Linked DNA regions of Mus musculus: region 2 is linked to region 1. A link is a contact called in public promoter capture Hi-C data. All regions are on one chromosome and are shown on one strand. The core of a region is the stretch at or near the end of the contact, and the rest is flanking DNA. Distances in the headings are between cores, read along the strand shown.

Region 1 (5,149 bases), core at 1,830-4,329:
GCAAGCAACATTTGAAAATATTGAGGTCCTAGCCCTGCTAATTCTGAGCCATGTAAGAAGCCATTAGATTAGTCCGACTAGATGACTTAAAGACATGGAAAAGTATTTGTATTACAGTGTCCATAAACACTGAAATTTCCAAATGTACTAGATGGACATAAAACCAAAGAGTTATAACCTGAATGAGATGCTAGTATCGCTGATATTTTCCCTTGGCAAAACTGAATCTATCCTTGGAGAACTAAGTCAGATGCCTGTCCTCAGCCCACCTGAATTCCCGCTCCCCAGGCAGTCTGTCATTTACTGTTCATCTTCCCACAACACTCGGTTTATATTTCTGCCACAGCCCTTGCCTCTAGTTCTGTGCATGTTTTCCCCGCTTGCCACCAGACTGGGGACAGCATGAAGATGGGAAGTTTTCTCATCTCGGCATTCCTCACTCCTGAGCAGCTGGGGTTGGTGGGTGACAATTCATCACTGGAAATCTCCAACAGAGGAAGGCTGAAAACGTGGACGGACGAAGCGATGTGCAGTCGCTGTAGCAAAGCCAGTATACACATCACATGTCACTTTTCTCCGACGCCGATAATGCAGAACCAGCAGAGGCAGCACTCTCATTACACACTGCTGGCCCATATTTGTAATGTGTGACATTTTTTATGAAATACTGTCAAAGGCAATCCATCATTGAATAACCTTTAGATTATATGCTGAGGTTGATTTTAAACAGAGACGTAAATGAACTCCGAGGATGATGCTGGTTTTTAAGAAGGGTGTGATCAAAGAGTTCCACAAAGGCAGAACAAATGCCACGGTCTATAAGACACCATGTTCTATAGGCAGGACACTATGTTCTTTTAAGTCACATAGCAGTGACTGAGAAGATTTTCTGCTACCCTTTTTTCACTTGGGGACAGGGTTAGTGTGATGATAATCATGTGACTATGAAATGTGGCTGAGTATTTGTGCCTTGTAGTACATTGGGTGAGGACATGATAAAGGGGCGAAGACAACTAAACATGAAGCAGTCTCGGGGCTTGTAATAACTATCTTGAGAAATGCCATATGGTATATGTATATGTATATATGTGTATATGTATATATGTATATGTATATGACACAGGGCACTCTAAGTTAATTTCAGATGCCAGTTCGACTCACAGTTAAAGGGGCTCTGTATATCTGGAAAGATCTATAATCTTACACATATTATAGAATATAAATAAATGAAACCTTCTAAGTCCCATCATTTCTGTGTAAATCCTGAAAACGCTTCCTCTGCCGGGTTTAGTGCTTCCTGAGAAGGAAAAGCTGATTGTGAGAAGAACACTAAAATTGTAATTCTTTGTCTTCCTTAATTAGACCCAGAGCTCATCACAGTTCTTGCTGAAGCTGTGAGGAAAAATCCAAGCAATAATTCACATTGTCAGGTCAGCAGACACGGGCATGGGGGTCTGATAGGACCAAGATTTGCTTAAGGGATCTTTCTGTGAAGTGAACAGCTAAGAAGAGGTACATGCTCTTCCACAGGAAAAAAAAAATCCCTGAAGACGTGGAGCCCAAGCAGCAATGAACATGGATCGCAGCAGCATCTCGTGTCACCGTTACAGATGCCATTCCATAGGAGGCAGATCAACCACCTCTATACCAACGGACGTGGGGCACTAATTAATAAGTCCCATTAAAGCACGGAGTAATGACATTTAGCATCTAATGAATGCCTCATAATCTCTTCAGTCATTAATATTTCATAGTGTCAGAGCATAAGGATAGCCGTCCTGGACTGGTACAGCATGGTTTTCTGCCTCTGACATGGCCCCAAGGGTGTAGGTGGGACCAGGGTATGGCACCTTGCCATGCAGAATATACATGCGCATCATTCACTCTGTACTTTGGTCCCAAGGATTCCTCTTTTAGAAAGATCCTGCCTGCCATTTTTAGAGTGAACATCTGTGACTCCAGAAAAGCCCTGGAAAAGCAGAAAGCCTCAGATGTTGACCGGTGTAGAGCACTGGTTTGTTGTTGACCCTCGATGACCACCAGGAAAAAAAAAAACTAGTACAGGAGAAAATCATTACTTTGATTTATCACTGGTGGGCTTGCTTTATTCAAAGGCAATAATCACTTGGCAGAGCAGGTGCCACTGCAAGGCCGTATTGATCCAGGAGACGGTCAGTCACTCAGGCGTAGAGATAGCCCAAGAAAAAGAAGTCCATCTCAGAACAGGCAGGAATGAAGTGGGCGGCTATTATCTCTGACTGTGGTTCTGTGGCTCCAGGGACACTGGGCATCTTCTTGCAGAAGCAGGGCTGGAGCAGAGAGAAGGGTTCCAGGCTGCCAGGAGCCCGAGAGAGGGAAGCAGGGCTATTGAGCTAGCTGCCAAGGTCTCTGAGATTGGATCCTTCGGAAGTCTAGAAAAGAGGCTGGCTGCTCTAGATCAAGAGTCTAAAGAGTCAAAACCACACGCGTTCAAGGATGGGATTTGCTCCTGGGAGCAAAACAGAGACAGTGATCAAAATCAACTTGGACAAGAGACAAAGATCCAGCCTGATGTTGGTGGATGTCTTGTAAGGTCGTGGGAGGGACAGAGGATCGGAGGTGGTGTGTGCAGGGGTAGGTGCAGAGAGGGTTGGAATCCAAGGCAGGTATATAAAGGCAGAAGGAGCCAGGGACACAAAGGCCCTCCCGAGTGGGGAAAGAGCGTCTGGAAGAGTTGAAGAAAAGTAAAGGGAAAGTAGGGACGGGGTTAAGAGGAGAAAGGAGGATAGAGAGCAAAGGGAGGATGGAGAGCAGAGGTGAAGGCAGGGAGAGGGGGCTGGAGAGAGGGGGCTGACCGCGGGAGCTGGAAGCAGGGAGAGGGACGAGGGGCGTGATCGGCCGGGGTAGCGGGTGGGTGGGTTGTGGAGTGCGGGGAGCCGGCTTAGGGGGAGGGCCGCGGGAAAGTGAGAGCGCGGGAGGGCGCGGGGCCGGGCGGGAGGAGGCTCCCGCGGGGGAGAGAGGCGGGCGGGCGGCCGTGGGAGGGAGAGTGCGGGGCAGGTGGCAGGGAGGGAGGGCGCTCGGCGGAGCGCCGAGGCCAAGTGCATTGTGTCTGGCGGCGGCGGCGAGCCCACCGGCGGCGGCTGCTGGCCGGGAAGCCATGGAGCCACGGGCGCTCGTCACGGCGCTAAGCCTCGGCCTCAGCCTTTGCTCCCTGGGGCTGCTCGTCACGGCCATCTTCACCGACCACTGGTACGAGACCGACCCCCGGCGCCACAAGGAGAGCTGCGAGCGCAGCCGCGCGGGCGCCGACCCCCCGGATCAGAAGAACCGCCTGATGCCGCTGTCGCACCTGCCGCTGCGGGACTCGCCTCCCCTGGGGCGCCGGCTGCTCCCCGGCGGCCCCGGGCGCTCAGACCCTGAGTCCTGGCGCTCGCTTCTGGGGCTTGGCGGGTTGGACGCTGAGTGTGGCCGGCCACTGTTCGCCACCTACTCGGGCCTCTGGAGGAAGTGCTACTTTCTGGGCATCGACCGGGACATCGACACCCTCATCCTGAAAGGTGAGCGGCGGGCGCGCCCCGCGTCTCTACGTCCGCGCGCGGAGCTCAGCCCGGGCATCCCAGGGGCGCGCGGGTCCCCGCGGTCGCCTCTCCAGTCGCTGCGCTCCGTTGCCCCGCGCATTTTTCACCCTTCCAGATTGCTTCCCTGCTTTCCTTCCCCAGCTACTCTTCTTTCTCCCTTTCCTTGCTCCTTCATCCTACCCTTCTTTTACCATTTTCCTGGACTCCGTTTTACCCCTCACACTGTCTCTTTATCTTCCCTAAGACTCTCTCCTCTGGTCCTTCTCTGTCTGTGCCTGGCTGACTCGGGGTGTAGATATGGATTTTCTTGACAGTGTTCCCAGGGAGGGTGACAGCCACAAAGACTGATCTTTCTCAACTGGGTTCCTTTCCTCAACTTGCATTTTCCTTTGAGACGTGCCCTTTGGAAGAGACAAGGTGTAAACCTCAGAACAAGGAAAGAGGGCTTTCTCATGGATTGAGCTCGCTGGTATACCATTAAATCGAGGTGGCATTCCAGCCTGGAATGGGGAGCGAAGGTCTGTCCTCCAAACACTCCAAGTTCAGGATCTGTTTGAATTGGACTTCGTATTCCCTAATTCACTAGTAAAGGCAGCTAAAGGGATCTAAGACACCGGCTTTACTCATTATTCAACCTTCCAGATGACCACCCTCCTCAGGGTCTAGGAAGCAGCTGAGGAGAGCCAAGGGCCAAGTCCTTGAAAGTAGACTTGCGCTCAGAGATTCTACCTGCCACGCTCTTATGGTTGTGACACTTTGTAGGTTGTCTTTATTGTTTTGTTATTGGGCTTTGCGTTGGTACAGCATCATTTTGCTCTTCTGGAATCTATGCAACACCTATCTTATGTATGGAATCAGGTAGTTTGAATATTTTCTTTGTAATCCTCTCTTGTGGTGATTCCTTTAACTTCTAAAGATCAAACCTTAGTAGAATTTTTTGTCCCCTGAGAGAAAAACAAATAAATAAACTTCTTTTCCTTGGACTCACTGTTCCCAAAAGGAAGTACGAGGTCAGTCCATTTGAAAATATTTAGAAGCAAGTGAACAGATGTAAATTGAATTACAGCCTGCCATGGAACTACCGAGAAAGGAGGGGGTTAATACTGGCCTTCCCCATCTTGTTCTTTGGCATAGTCTTCATTTCTCAAACATGTCAATTTCCTCCTTCCCATGGCTAGCCCAGCTGGGGACTGCCATCCAAATCTGTCTGTATATGGAAGGACTCCAGCAATTTGGGGGTGGGGTGGGGTGGGGCAATCGGATACAGTAATCTTCCTTTGGGAAGTAAACCTTTTTCTTTTCTGTTCCAACTTGCATCCAAATCTGATTTCTCCTCATGAAGACACTGCATAATTAATCCTGATAGTAGCGTAATACAGGAACAAACTGTAAAAGCTGACTGTGGAGGCTCAGTTATGGAATGCTCATTTAGGCAGGACAATTTTGAAAGTAAGCAGTGTAGTCTGTCTTTGGAAATAGCAGAATTGCATTTTTCACACACACACACACACACACACACACACACACACACACACACACACATTCCCCTGTGCTTAGAGTATTTCACTGCATGCAATTTGGATAGAGTGTAG
Region 2 (5,149 bases), core at 1,048-3,547, 2.1 Mb after region 1:
TGATCTTTACCAGCTCTTGGTTACATTATTGTCCCCCAAGGTCTATGTCTTAAAGATAAGGTTCCCAAGGAGGCCTGGAAATGGTAGTTCCTCTGAGACTTGTACCTACCGAGGGAGGTCTTTTTGTCACTGCAGATATGCACTCAGCGAGGACTGTGGTCTCTTCTTTTTCTTTCTTTATTATTTATTTATATTTATTTTATCTTTATTTCCTGGCTCATCAAGTTCCATCAATTGTTCTTGTTATAAAAAGCTGCCTTCATCAGAGGACCACAGAAAACAGAGATCATGGACTGAAAGCTTCAGAATAGTGACACCACCACCACCCCCAAAAAAACTTCTTCCTTTATAATTCAATCACGTCAAATTCTTCATTATAGTACTGAGATACAACCTCCTTCCAAAACTCGTGTCTTATGACAACTGAATCACCTGCCTTTCTACAGAGAAATGATAGCCATGCAAAATAAAGGTGTGGTCTCACAGTTTCAATGTAGCCCTACATATAACAAGTAAATGCAGAGAAACTATAAATAATACTCATTTCATATGTGAGAATTTGAAGGCATTTGAAACCATGACAAAGCAGCCAAAGACGTGCACTTCCATGTGGACTGACTAGGCATGCCACTGTGGCGCCAATCAGAGAGCCACAGGGGAGTGACATTGGCTGCCACGTGCAGGCTGCACTAGTGATATCATTTTCTAAAATGGAGATCAACTTTGGTAAAGTGGAGACTAAAATAAAGGATTGAAGCCGTTGAGAAGGCTCAGTTGGCTCAGTGCTTGCTGCCCAGCATGAAGAACGCTTGTGTTGATCCCCAGCACCTATGTAAGAACCAAGCCTGGTGATTTGGAGTTGTAATCTTAGGGATCGCTGGGGCTCACTGGCCAGCTAGCCTAGCCAATTGGGTGAACTCCAGCCTCAGCAAAAGACTCATCTCAAAAAACAAAGTGGAGAACGATAGAGAAAGACACTCAGCATCGACTTCTGACCTCCATGTGTATCTCTGTACACACATGTACACATGCGAAGGCACACACATGTGCAGGCACACACATGCACACGCACACTCGCGCACACACCACACACACACACACACACACACGTGGGTCCGTGGGATATGCCTCTTGGGCAGGTGGAACTTGGAGCGCTCAGACTGCGTCATCCAGCATGGGTCGTCATTGTAGGACGTCGTAGCTTTTTAAGGAAGCTCAGCTGAGACACCACTCAGGGGTTGGGAAAACACATCCTAGGATGTGGTAGGCCGAATCTGGGGTCCCCTGATTCTCAGGTACTCAGTCAAGGCGGAAAACCACACAGGGGAGTCAGGAACAAAGTGCCCCAGGTCCAAGGGCCCCACAACGAGACTGGGACCAGGAAAATGGGAGCTCTGACTAAGCTCATCTGCACAAGCCCTTAGCTTGGCGATGGTTGTCATCTGAGGGAAAGTTAGGCTGCAGCTCTGTAGGCCAAGGCCTTCTCCGTGCTCCCCACAGCAGTTCTCTCAAGAGAGAGTCTTTAGTTCCAAACTGTTTATCATGGAAAAATGGATGCATATCATGGACCAGAGATTAAATACCTTTTGCACAGAGGAATATCCAGGAAGGGAAGCTTATTGTCTAAACCCTCGGGGCCGCAAGATACCTCATTAGCATGGAGAACTCTGTTTTGGGCTACAGGACCATCGTGTTTCCTTATGTGGGAAATGTGGCGCGTGTTCCAGGCCAGGAATCTGGTAGGGAACAGAGCTGCCTCCCATCTCAGGTGTGTCTAGGTGCAGGGGACTCTGAACCTGCTCAACCTACCAAATTTCCTGGCATGGTCCACTGTCTGAGAGAGAGAGAGCGAGAGAGAGAGAGAGAGAGAGAGAGAGAGAGAGAGAGAGAGAGAGAGAGAGAGAGAGAGAGGAAGACAGGGGGGAAGAGGGGGAGGGGGAGCGGGAGGGGGGAGAGAGAGAGAGAGAGAGAGGATAAAGTACAGTTATTCCCTCTATATACATGGTGGTTGTATTCCCATAAAAAAGTAATTAGCAACACGTGTTGCTCAACAAAGCTGAGATACAGGCTCTGGCCACTGCAAACCCTCTTCTCACACTGAGGATGCCTGGAACAGGCAGTGAATATGCCTGCCCTCCTCCTGCCTAAGAAGTAGAAACCCTGAATCTTATTTAGAAACAAGACTCTAAGACTCTAAACATAAGAAGGAAAACAAGTATCAGCTTATGCCCTGAGGATAAAAGAATGATTCAAAGGCATGGAGCTATCTGAGCCTTGTTTTTACCTCTTGCATGCCAGATTGGATGCTGAGCAAGCTAGCAACATAAAAGCACATACAGAAAAAAAAAGCCTGTTTCCTATATGCAAAGGACCAAGCGAAAGGCATTGTAGCTAACTTTATTGTGGTCAAATATCACACACGCACATGCACATACACACACACACACACCCTCTGACCCATCCCCAATTCACACACACAAGGCCAAATAGAGATCATATATTTCCACTCTCAGCTAATGCTAATGAGGCTGCCCACCCCCACTTCCTCCCACAGGAACAGAGCCAGAGAAATCCACAGCAAAACAGAGCTCAGTCAACCATCTAAAAAATTATAATCAAAGGGAGAATTTTGAAATCAGTATGAGACAGATGACACCTTCCCTACAGGGTAGAGATAATCAGGACCACAAAGGATTCCTTACCAAAAATCCCAGGAAGCAGGGGAAACAGTTACATTTTCCCTGTGCTAACAGAAAAGAACTATCCATGCAGAGCAACATTTAAAATGTCCTTCAGAAACGAAGGAAAAATCAAAACATGCTCAGATGAAAGAAAATAAAGAGAAATTATCAACAGCCTGCCTATCCTACCAAAATGCTTACAGAAATGTGGTTTCTAAAGATCTCCCTTAAAATATGAAGAAAAGGGGGAACTAGACAGATGGCCCAGTGGTTAGGTACACTGACTACTCTCCAGAAGACCCCAAGAGTTCATTTCCCAATGGTAGTTCACAATCATCTACAACTCCAGTTCCAAGGGATCTAAGACCCTCTTCTGACATTTCCAGTCACCAGGTACACACTTGGTGAACAGATATACAGGCAGACAAAACACTCACACACAAAATAAAATAAGAAATAAAGAGAATGAAGGTGTCTTAGTTAGGGTTTTACTGCTGGGAACAGACACCACAACCAAGGCAACTCTTATAAGGGCAACATTTAATTGGGGGCTGGCTTACAGGTTCAGAGGTTCAGTCCATTATCATCAAGGCATGAGCATGGCAGCATCCATGCAGGCATGGTGCAGAGGAAGCTGAGAGTGCTGCATCTTGACCTGAAGGCTAACAGGAGAAGACTGTCTCTAGGCAGCTGTAAGGGTCTTAAAGCCCATCCCAACATGACACACTTCCTCCAGCAAGGCCACGCCTCCTAATAGTGCTGCTCCCTGGGCCAAGCATATTCAAACCACCACAGAAGGTTACCTAAGTACACCTCTCACTCCTCACCAAAGAAGCTTCTCTTGTCAGCAGACAGAGACCATTACAGGAAGCCACAACTGCTCAAAATTCAGAACAACTGACTGTGATGTTCCGGCCCCAACTGATACATCTACAACAAAATCCCTACACCTAAAGTTTAAGGAACACTGCAGAAGGGGAGGGGGTAAGGGTCAGAGGCCCAGGATGGGACACCAACTAGGAGGTAGTGCCTTCTATATACTACAGGGAAGCTAGACCCAGAACATTTCAACAACATATTTGCTTAAACAAGACCTGAAAATGACAGGATCAATTGGTATGCCAATGTATGGAGTGGGGAATCTCAGAAGACTTCATTCATCCTTAGAAGAGCTAGTCAATTGATGGTAAGCAAGAGAGGGAGATTCAGTCTTCTCCGGGGGTGAGCACCTGATGGGTTGTCTAATCCCTAGAGGTCAGCCCTAAACACATACAAGCAATACTAAGTGATCTCAGCAGGTTGCATTTATAAAGTTAAAGGCATTCATATAATGATTGTGATTAAAGATTAAGAGGCCATGAATCTGAGAAGGAGTGGGAGGGACACAGGGGGGACTGGAAGGAGAGGAGAGGGAAGACTGATATAAATACAGAATCCATATATGAAATTCTAGAAGGAGGAGGAGGGGGAGGAGGAGAAAGAAGAAGAAGAAGAAGAAGAAGAAGAAGAAGAAGAAGAAGAAGAAGAAGAAGAAGAAGGAGAAGGAGAAGGAGAAGGAGAAGGAGAAGGAGAAGGAGAAGGAGAAGGAGAAGGAGAAGGAGAAGGAGAAGGAGAAGGAGAAGGAGAAGGAGAAGGAGAAGGAGAAGGAGAAGGAGAAGGAGAAGGAGAAGGAGAAGGAGAAGGAGAAGAAGAAGAAGAAGAAGAAGAAGAAGAAGAAGAAGAAGAAGAAGAAGAAGAAGAAGAAGAAGAAGAAGAAGAAGAAGACGAAGAAGAAGAAGACAAAGAAGAAGACAAAGAAGAAGAAAAGGAGGAGGAGGGGGGAGAGGAGGAGGAGGAGAAGGAGAAAGAAGAGGGAATACTCACCAAAAATGAGACACTTACAGCAGGCTTCCCATCTTGAGTTTCCTGAATCAGGTTTCACAGCCAAGGTGAAAAATTGCGATTTGATGCGGTCCTAGAGCATATGTAGAGGCAATATGCTAAGGTAATTTCATTAAAAGCGGGGAAGAAAAAATGGGCATAGACAGAATTAAAATGGCCACACTTTATGTAACAAATTTTACATACATTTTACATAATTGCAAAATGACGATACCAAAAGTATAGACTTTGGTAACATCACACATAGCTAGAGGGCCCTGTGCTTGTTTGGGATATTTTGAAAGGGAGGAGACATACTGCCTAAAACAACCATGAAAAGCATTACACGGAGAGATGCTCAAAACACTATGGGCCTAGGTCAAAATGTGCTCAGAATTCCGCCACTGCAGCTGGGCCTCAACACTTCTGTCTCATTTTAAAATCAAGTTCTCTTTACCCACTTATGTCTCCCTTCTTTAAATTCTCTCCCTGGAAGAGGACTTCAGACACACACACACACACACACACACACGCACACGCACACACACACGCACACGCACACGCACACGCACACGCACACGCACACACTTGCAGCAGCCCCTCGGGTA

The links. Promoter capture Hi-C pulls out the DNA fragments that hold promoters and counts their contacts.
Region 2: a contact with region 1 is called in a promoter capture Hi-C map of hippocampal neurons, with 7 times the contacts expected there. The contact joins the enhancer-like site here to the promoter of Tmem178 in region 1. A contact is called at or near these places in 6 of 39 promoter capture datasets (the 3T3-L1 cell line, the C10 cell line, cranial neural crest and 3 more) and 3 of 115 datasets of contacts at active chromatin or transcription factors (embryonic forebrain, forebrain and stem cell-derived neural progenitor cells).

What each region holds. Positions count from the first base shown.
Region 1 is chr17:80,941,553-80,946,701 of GRCm38.p6, forward strand. Tmem178 (transmembrane protein 178) reads left to right here and starts at 3,080. Exons shown (of 4, transcript NM_026516.2): 1 at 3,080-3,536. The coding sequence starts at 3,137.
Region 2 is chr17:83,001,929-83,007,077 of GRCm38.p6, forward strand. No RefSeq gene overlaps it. Among named protein-coding and RNA genes, the nearest start is that of Gm4601, 48 kb to the left of the region's middle. Within about 2 kb of position 2,298, at least 1 of the 459 cell types and tissues checked has an H3K27ac peak or open chromatin away from gene starts, as enhancers often do. A contact at or near this core is called in hippocampal neurons, where this site is marked.